3 separate regions of the Mus musculus genome follow, and regions 1 and 3 are each linked to region 2. The links are chromatin contacts, called in public promoter capture Hi-C maps. All regions are on one chromosome and are shown on one strand. The core of a region is the stretch at or near the end of the contact, and the rest is flanking DNA. Distances in the headings are between cores, read along the strand shown.

Region 1 (3,062 bases), core at 75-2,574, 580 kb before region 2:
TAATAAACATAGATGATGTGTTAGGGGGTTGACAACACCTTTGTTGAGGTGCTGCTTCTGTTTGCAAAGTTCATCTGCCCCAAGAAGGAACAAAAGAAGAAAATGGCAGAAATCTGTGACACTTCTAAGGTCTTTGCAGACTTAAACATTGCTTTTTACACTCTACCCTATGGGCCCCATCCCTAGATGTCTCCAAGCCTCCTGCCTCCTCCTCTTCCCACACACAGACACACACCTCGATGACATTGGAGACAAGGTACGGCAGGGTTTTGTTCACTTTGATTTTCTCACTGTTCTCTTTGATTTTGTCTTTCATGGCTTGGAGTTCATGGGTGACTCGCAATACTTCACTCTTCATGATCTGGGATAAGAGAAAACCAATGTTCAACCCTGATTCAGCCTGCATTCATTACAGCCCTCTAATAGATGAGGTCCAGGTTACCCGGGAGACCCATCCAACCAGATCTCAGGCTTTCTGAAGGCCCAGCCTGTACATGTCCAAACTGCAGAGGTCAGGACAAGAGGCCAGTGGGAAAACCTCCTGACAAAGCGGCTGTGGGACAGGGCTAGGTATTTTCCATGGGTTTGAGTGTGAATTCATCCCTCTCTGAGCCTCGGGTTCCTCATCTGTAAAATGGAGATCTGAGAACTCCGCTGCCTGCACCGGAGCCAGGAGCCCACCTTGATCTCGCTGTCTAACAGCCGTGTGCGCTGGACAATCTCTTCCGTGGACATCTTGAGCACCTCCTCCCCAATGCCATCTTGCTGTTCAAATAAGAGAAGAAGTACTTATTTACTGTAACTCAGAGCTGCCATCCCACGGTCCCACAGCCCCCTCAGCGCCTGCTTCCTTAACCCAACAGCAGGATGAAGTCGGGACAACCCAAGAAGCTCTGCAACCAGTCCAGACCGGACCTGGCCTTCCAGCCACCTCCTTTCCCGGCCTCCAAGAACGTCTAACCTTATAGCCCAAACTTTGGGACGCCCCTCAGGTCTCCCAACACTCACCTCAGCTTCATCCCACACGGTCGCCATCTTCTCCTGCCGAGTCACTGGACTCTCGGGCGTCGGCAGCAGATTCATTTCCTGCATGAAGAGGCCGAAACTGGGAGTGCGCACGAGCCCCTGAGGGAGCCCAGCGCAGCCTTTCTCAACGTCTTCTCTCCACCCGTGGAGAACTTCACCCGCGATTCCTGACGCGACAGAACGGGTTCTGTCCGCGTCTCCGAGCGAATCTGCCGCTGGGACTCCACGAACCAAACCGAGGCTACAGGGCCCGCCCCGTGGCTCGCCGGTTGCTCCGGTTTGTGCGGGAGCGAGGGCTGGGCTGCTATTGGCCGGCGTACAGGCGGGGCGGGGCTTGCTGCACAACCGGAAGAGGCGGGAGGCAGGAGAAAGCCGCGGAGTCTTTCGGGAAATGCAGTTTTTAGCCTGGCGGATAACTGAAAAGGAGTTTGCACAGGTGCCGGTGCAATCTAAGAACCCAGGTAAACTTGGAATTCACGGATTTGCAAAATGTCCAGTGTGGTGGCGCATGCCTTTAGTCCCAGAACTCTGGAGGCAGAGGTAGGCGGATCTCTGAGTTTAAGGTTAGCCTGGTCTAGAGTGAGTCCAGGAGAGCTAAGGCTACACAAAGAAACTCTTGTCTCAAAAACCAAAAACAAAAGGGAGGGAGGAAGAGGGGGGGGGGAGAGGGAGAGAGAGAGAGAGAGAGAGAGAGAGAGAGAGAGAGAGAGAGAGAGAGAGAGAGAGAGAGAGAGAGAGAGAGAGAGAGAGAGAGAGAGAGAGAAAGAAAGAGAAAGAAAGAAAGAGAAAGGTTGAAAAGAAACTGCTAGGTTTGATGGCACATGCCTGTCATCACAGACACTGAGCCACTGCAAAGATGAAGCAGAAGGATTGCTGCATATTAAGGCCACCCTGTGCTACATAGTGTATTTCTAGCTATTCTGGTCACACTGTGAGTCTTAAACAAAAATAGCCTAACAAAACCCAGATAAACCATTGCTTCTACTAATATTAATGCAGATCTAACTGTCCACATAGGGAAGTTATTTTTGTTACAATGTACTGTATATATGTTTCTACTCTTGTTTAAAGTATTATATCTACACAACTCATGTGCTGTAAAGTTCTAGTCCTTTAAAAAATTTTATTTATTTATTTTGATTTTTCGAGACAGGGTTTCTCTGTGTAGCCCTGGCTGTCCTGGAACTCACTCTATAGACGAGGCTGGCTTGAATTCAGAAATTCACCTGCCTCTGCCTCTGCCTCTGCCTCTCAAGTTCTGAAATTAAAGGCCACCACTGACTGGCAGATTTATTTATTATTATAAATAAGTACACTGTAGCGATCTTCAAATGAACCAGAAGAGGGTGTCAGATCTCATTATGGGTGGTTGTGAGTCACCATGTGGTTGCTTGGGACTTTCAGAAGAGCAGTCTTACCTACTGAGCCATCTCTGCAGCCCAAGTTCTAGTCCCTGAAAGCTGCTATTACAAACTGTTTAGGATAATCTGAAAGGCAAGTTAGTAATTAGTTACCCATAAATAATGACATTTATGGTCATGTTAGATACTAGTTTAGTTAATTACAGAAATAAGCTTTATTTAGTCTAAAGATGTTTTCAAAGTTACACAGGTTGTAAATAGCTATAAACAAGCAATGCTTGCCTATTCAACATAGTCTATGTCGATAGATGGTCTTCAAACACTTCAGAGATCTATAGAATATGGCATTTAAGATGTCTTAATAACAAGGCTTTTTTTGTGAAATTGAGATGCATCAGCTCCTGGCATTACCTAAATATTATTTCAAAAAGATAATGGGCATTGAAGACCCTCCATATGGAGTTTGATTCATATGTGGCAAAGCTAGCCACCTGGCAAAAGACTGTCCTTGCTTCAATTGCTGACAACATGCTGTCTAAACCATGGACAGTGGGACACAGAGGAAGTCAACTGCCAAATGTTTCCAAGACAAGGTAGGCCAGTCCTTCATAATTCCCACTTCACAAAAAAGTGTGTCAGATCCAGGACAGCCAGGGCTATACAGAAAACCCTGTC
Region 2 (3,179 bases), core at 480-2,979:
ATACACAGGGACTCTGCAGTCTGAGTACCACGGTTCAAATCCAGGCCTGCCATTCACCTCTTTATTAATGAGTCGTTTGAAAGACTGAGTTTGTGTCTGGGAGCATTTTAAACAGAGCCTGGTAGTCAGTGCTCTGAATGAATTGACGTCAACATGCTGAGCACAGGGACTCCGAGCTGTGATTCCTTTTTAACTCCAACAGATGATACTCTGCTTTTGCAGGCAGTACTGTTTACCTGACTCTGAGGGCGTGGCTGCTGCTGTCCTCTTTCTTGGGATGACGAAAGAGGCTGCTAGCTGCGGCATTGGCGCTTTAGACGCGTGCTTGGCCTTTGCGGGTGCGTCCTACTGGGATATTTATGATAGTGCTCTCTGACTGGAGTTACTTTTAGACTTGTCTCTTTTCCTCATTTTTGGCAAACAGCTAGAGGGCAGGATGGTTTCAGGTGGTCCTTAGATGAATGGATTCCAGGAGGGGCAACGCTGTATTGATACCAAGGCGGGTACTATGGGCAGGTGCCAGAAGCCACCATCCTAAAGAGTGATGGTTTTGTAGTTGAACTGGGCAAAATACACTTGCTTCCTTGTGCTGGCATGGCCTCTTGTGTTCTCCCCCTCCCCTTGGGTCCATCCTAGACTGTGTTGTTGACATATTGCCTGGCTCAGATGAGCTAAGAAAGGTTAAGCTTGAGAGAGGAGATGGTAGAAAGTTTTGGGGGACCTTGGGGATTCCGTTCCATCTCAGCTAATTGGTTCTTTTCTGTGACACTTATTGAGCACCTACTGTATGCACAGTGTTTCTGCTCCTGTGGAGGAAACAGTGGTGAAGGAGTGAGGGTGGTTTAGTTTTCCTGGCTGGTTATAGAAGAGACTTCTGAAGGGGTGGCCTTTTTGGGCAGGCCCTAGAAAATAAGTTTTGGGGCACTGATTTTGCAAGAGGGAATATATGTTTAAATGTCCTAAGGGGAAATCAGCTTCAAGAATACGAGTGTCACCAAGACTAGAGGAGCCTGCTGGGTACTTAAGGGTGGATTTTTAATCTGAGGGCAGTAGGGAATTGTGGGGCATTTTCCCTTCTTTTGGTTATTTTCTTTTTCTCAGTCACCATACTTTGGAAATTCCAATTACCAAAAGCATGTATTTAAGAGACAATGGGATTTGCGACCTTGAATTACATTAGGCTTTGGGGAAATAATGTATGGTATGGATGATAGTGAGAACCGCCGAAGGGACTCCCTGGCTCCCAAACGAAAGACTAACATTGCCAACTAAATCTGTAAGGCCTCACATTCTGCTCCTTCCCAAAGCTATATACCAGATAATTAGAAACTGATTGCCCTCTACTGATAGACTAAAGAAGGTTACTATTGTATAGTGAGAGATTACAAACCTATTGACTGCACTTCAGCCATGGCTTTAACAGTAGGCTGGCCCTGGACATGGCTAAAGGGAAGAGCTTGTGGCCTGCATTTCCTTTTGTATTCTCTGTAAGGCAGTTCACCTCCCAGGGGCAGGAGGGAGCACTGGCTTGCGGAGCTGTGAAAAACACTGGGTTTATGTAGTCAGCAGCCCCATGGCCTCAGTGAACCCAGTTAATCTTTTGTATAGTTGACTTGCTCTTTCCCTGTATTTACAGCCCCAGGACGCCCTCTCCATGGCCGTCTGCCTCCCGTGCACTCGATACCCACCCCCAACTGCTCTGCTTCTGATTTGCATTTTCACGGTTGAATGGATCTGCTGACTTCCCTTTTCTTTTCCGTTACAGGTCCTGTGCGCAGGTGCGGGTGAGTACCTTGCTCCTTTCCATTCTTGTGTTGTTTGCTACTGCCCCCTAGTGGACACAGTTGCATTAATGGCTAACATGGGGGGAAAAAATCACAGGAAAAAAAGATAACAAGAATCCACTTATGGGGTTGGAGAGATGGCTCAGTGGTTAAGAGCACTAGCCTCTCTTCCAGGGGACCTGAGTTCGATTCCCAGCGGTGGCTCACAACTGTCTGTAACTCAAGTTCCAGAGGGTCTGGCATCCTTGCACAGACATGCAGGCAGAACATCAATGCATATAGAAACATAACAACCCCCCCAAAATACAATGAAGATAGAAACTGTAAGTGAAAGGAGCATTCAGTTAGTTGTTTAACCACAACTATAAAAATTCTTTGTTTTCTCAACTGAATGACGGTGATATAGCACTGTATTCCCAGTTCCTCGGGAGTCTACGTCAGCAGATTCTTTTGAGCTAGGGAGTTTGGGGGCTTCCTGGGGGACATAGTTAAACCACCAGCTCATAAAATCATTGGATTTCTTGTGATTTTCTTTCACCAGCCCACACCCATGTGTGAGATAAATATACTGAAACTGTAATACTGAATATTTCTATTTTATGTGATATGTATTATTTTGCAAGCACTTTCTTATGTTGCTGTTTTACTACACTTACAATATGGTGTTGTGGGATTATAGAAATTCTTGGAAAGCAGAGATAGCCTCCTATATTTTTTGATTTTGCGTGTCAGCCTGGGAGTGAGTCTATAGCTCATGGTTGCGTACTTGCCCGATACATATGAAGTTCTGGCATCCTTTGAAAGGTAAGTTATACAAAGTTCCTTTCCTCTTGGCCCTCCAGTGCTGTGTGGAGGCCTGAGTCCCAGTTGGAGCTGGGTACTTTTCCTGGTCTGTAGGAAGACAAGATAAATACAGATGCCTGCCTAATATTATGGTGACGATGGTTTATATAGCTAAATACATCCAGCTGAAAGCACTGTTCTGGGATCAAGACCTTACTGTTTCTGTAGGAGGATAATAGTAGTTACTACTTTAAAAAAAGGTATATTTTTGGGAAAAAAATGGTAGCATTTTTTGCCCCTAAAATTCAGGACTTTTTTTTTCTTTTCCAGCAAAGCCAAACCGAACCAAACCAACCAACCAAAAAACAACCCAAAGCCTAGGACTCATTGAGATAAAATGATTGGCTTGGTCTCCCCAAGGAGGGCAGAGCTTGCTGAACCCCTCTAATAAGGCAAATCTTTGTTAATAGCAGTAATTATGCAGAACTTTCACAGACAGTGGGGTGCCCACACAGGCAGGCACTGTCTCTCCCGTGAGCCAGCCTGGTAGATAAGTTGGAGAATAGCTGGAGCTCTGCAGAATTTCACTGCTCTAGTGCAGTCTAGCTCAGA
Region 3 (3,024 bases), core at 228-2,727, 600 kb before region 2:
CCTGGCACACACAATGCCCAGGCTGTCAGCACTGCATAAACTGGATGTAGGAGGGCACATCTATCCAGGCAGTCCACAGGTTCCAGGTCATTCTCTGCTATATAATAAGTTTAGGGGTAGTCTACATGAGACCTTATGTCAAAAATATATAAATAAATAAACCAAGAGTGGTGGCACACGTATTTAATTCTAGCACTGAGGAGGTAGAAGTAGGCAGATCTCTGTAGGTTCAAAGTCAGCCACATCTACATAGAAAGTTCCAGAACAGGCAGGGGGTTAGGGCTACATAGAACCAATCTCAAAGTAAAACGACAACAACAACAACAACCACACACACAAACACACACTGTGAGGTAGGGCATCAACTGTGATGTGTGAGTTCGGTCTGCTCTCGGAGCGCCCAGAAGGAACAAGGGACCATAGAGAGCCGCAATGGTAGGTGAGGACTAATGAGCCCCTCACTCTGTCACAGCCAGCCCAGGGGAGCACTCATTCGGCCTCTGCTGAATGTCTTCCATGTCAGTTACTGGCTGATTCCCAGAGAAGGATGCAAACATGTATCGGATCGCAAAGGAGTGGGGGGTGTTAGGCCACATCCACACCTTAGCTCCAGCTTAGACATGAGGTGGCCATCGCACGCCCTAGGGAGAGGTACATCCAAGTTGAATTCCGCCTCTGCCATATGTGTGACATATGTCTGACCCTAGGTCAACAGTCAGTACCCACCTGAAAGATAAAAACGATTTGGTAAAGTTAACACTGATTACTGAGTAAATGGTCAGTAAAGGGCTACCCTAGATCAGAGAACTGTAGCCATTGTTATTGCCACTAACTGCTCCTTCGGTCTAAGAGTTCAGGTACAGCTTTGTCAGGGTAAGAGAACACCAAGTCCTTTGTTGTATCCTGGCTTGAAATTCCAGGGCACAGGCTCTAGAAACGTGTACTGGACTTCAAAGGGTTACAGTCCTGGAGACGGTGGCCTGAGGTTCCAAGTGAAAAACCAAAGCATAAAAATAATTCGATGAGTAAGAATAAAATTCCCTCTTCTGAGGTACCCAGAGCCAGGCCCCTCCTTGCGGCAGGCACTTCCCCTTTCCCTAGCTCATGGAGGAGCCAGGCCTGCTGACTCAGAGAGCCATAGCCCTGCTCTCGTCCCGGGACGGAGCGGTTTGGCAGCCGTGCGCGCCCCCGTGTGGCCACTGCTGGAACTGCATCCTCAGAAGGACGCCACACTGAAGCCCCGCCGCCCTGTTGATCCCGGTTCCCGCGTGGGTGCCGCCCTCACCCTAGCTTAACTTGGCTAAACGCGATGCCCACGAGGGTACCCACTTCCGTCCTACTCTCCCCGCAGCCCCAGAATCCGCCCCGAGCGGAAGTGCGCTGACCGCGCGGGTCCCCCATGGTATGAGGCGGAAGCGCCTCCCCCGCCGTCGCTCCGTCTAGCCCCCCGGAGCCGCGCGCGTCGGGTTCCGGACTGTCCCGTGTGACGTGGCTGCACGCCGGGGGTGGCTCCGGGCTGGGGGCCTAGTGGTGGGGCCGGGCGAGGCAGAGCGGGGCGGGGCGCGACACTGCAGCTGGATGGCCGGGCCCGCCCGGAGCGCTGCATCTGCTGCCGCTGCCACCTCTGCCACTGCGCGGTGAGTGATCGCTGGACCCTCAGGCCGGCGTCCGGGGCGGGATGGACCGTGTCAGTTCCCAAACCTGTCGCGACTCGTCCTCAGTTTAGGAGTTGAACTTGCCTGCTCTTTGGCTCTTTACCTCTGACGTCCCACGCTCTGCCCCTCAGCCCTCCCTGCTGCCCCGCTTCTTGTCTTCTCCTTCCACCAGACATTCTAGCTCATTTTATTGACTTTCCTTTCTCTTGCTTTCTCCTTTCTCTCCATACCCCATACTTCTCTGCTGAACCTGTGGTCCCCCCTTGCCTCTGCATGACCCGCTAAGGTCTTGGCCTGGCGAGGGCCTGCCTTGGTCCCAGTGAAGCTTTGCTCGTTTGTTTGTGCTGGTGTTGGCAGTGGCGGCCGCGAGGGGTCGGGGAGGGCTGGGGCAGGGGTCACTAATTATGGCCTGAAGATTCCAGACATAGGCTTGTAGCCCACCAATCAGAGACCGATGATTTCTCTCTTAACATCCATTGGCAGATGAGGAAACTGAGGCAGTTTCAAGGTCACAGCCAGTAGAAGACGGGGCAGATCACATTTAAACTTTCCAGATTGAACTTCTGGCTTGGTTGACTCACATCCCCATCCGGCTGCCATCAGTCTGCAGAGCACATTCCTTCTGCGAGTGCTTCAGACCTCCCCTGGCATTCAGAGGACTTGCATTCCCTCCTCGATGCCAGCAGCTACCTGCATTGTCAAGTTCACCTCATATTCATCGCTGTTAGGGAGCTCTGTTACCTCATCCATTCCCTGATGAGGACACTGAGGCTCAGGCTCATAAGGGACTACAGTCAGTTAACAATCTAGAGCACCAAATTAATTAGCCATAAGTTAGTTACCACAGCCTCTGGCTCTGGCAACTGTGAGGCATCTCTTCTCTTCAGCCCCACCTCTTGTCTCTTGGTGCCCAAGAATAAGATCATTTAGGAGGAAGAGGTTTGGACTATGACTCAGTTTCCCCACCTGTGTTTCTTTGTACCACGCCATCAAGCTAAACAGTGCTGGCTTTAGACCCTGGGGTGTCTTTACCGGCACATTCTGGCAGCCAAGCCTCTCCTGGCAGCTAGAGGCACCCAACAGGGATGGTCCCTCCTCCGGTGGCTGAAGGAGCCCAGCCAGTGCCTCACCCAGTCATTAAGGAAAGTTTAGCCTCAGGCGGACACATTGACACATAGGCTGGAGCCAGCTCAGAAGGAAAATATGTGTGGTTCTTGGGAGACGTGTAGATGGGCAGAGGGTGCTCCGTGCACCCACCCTGGGGATTGTTTCCGCTGCAGAGTGAGCAGGAGGGGGATGCCATGGCCGGTTGAGAGGTGGGAAGAGACGCTGTGCTTCCTAAGTGGGGTGTGTGGTCCAGGGAGGCAGC

The links. Promoter capture Hi-C pulls out the DNA fragments that hold promoters and counts their contacts.
Region 1: a promoter capture Hi-C map of pre-B cells shows a contact between it and region 2, with 2.5 times the contacts expected there. The contact joins the promoter of Psmc3 here to the enhancer-like site in region 2. A contact is called at or near these places in 2 of 39 promoter capture datasets (cranial neural crest and pre-B cells), 2 of 15 datasets of contacts at CTCF or cohesin (large pre-B cells and pro-B cells), 3 of 484 Hi-C or Micro-C datasets (the G1E-ER4 cell line, the HPC-7 cell line and the N1E-115 cell line) and 1 of 115 datasets of contacts at active chromatin or transcription factors (pancreatic cancer cells).
Region 3: a contact with region 2 is called in a promoter capture Hi-C map of pre-B cells, with 2.2 times the contacts expected there. The contact joins the promoter of Slc39a13 here to the enhancer-like site in region 2. A contact is called at or near these places in 5 of 39 promoter capture datasets (cranial neural crest, frontonasal cranial neural crest, maxillary cranial neural crest and 2 more), 1 of 15 datasets of contacts at CTCF or cohesin (large pre-B cells), 2 of 484 Hi-C or Micro-C datasets (the HPC-7 cell line and the N1E-115 cell line) and 3 of 115 datasets of contacts at active chromatin or transcription factors (bone marrow-derived macrophages, memory CD8 T cells and pancreatic cancer cells).

Annotation. Positions count from the first base shown.
Region 1 is chr2:91,052,278-91,055,339 of GRCm38.p6, reverse strand. It overlaps Psmc3 (proteasome (prosome, macropain) 26S subunit, ATPase 3), which reads right to left and starts at 1,324. Exons shown (of 12, transcript NM_008948.2): 1 at 1,009-1,324; 2 at 682-765; 3 at 236-361. The coding sequence starts at 1,092. It also overlaps Gm13778.
Region 2 is chr2:90,473,576-90,476,754 of GRCm38.p6, reverse strand. Ptprj (protein tyrosine phosphatase, receptor type, J) reads left to right here. Exons shown (of 24, transcript NM_008982.6): 2 at 1,766-1,784. Among named protein-coding and RNA genes, the nearest start is that of Olfr1274, 75 kb to the right of the region's middle. Within about 2 kb of position 1,729, at least 241 of the 459 cell types and tissues checked have an H3K27ac peak or open chromatin away from gene starts, as enhancers often do. A contact at or near this core is called in the G1E-ER4 cell line, the HPC-7 cell line, the N1E-115 cell line and 6 more, where this site is marked.
Region 3 is chr2:91,068,768-91,071,791 of GRCm38.p6, reverse strand. It overlaps Slc39a13 (solute carrier family 39 (metal ion transporter), member 13), which reads left to right and starts at 1,477. Exons shown (of 10, transcript NM_026721.3): 1 at 1,477-1,637. Gm39874 (predicted gene, 39874) reads right to left here and starts at 1,441. Exons shown (of 2, transcript NR_166131.1): 1 at 1,286-1,441; 2 at 169-726.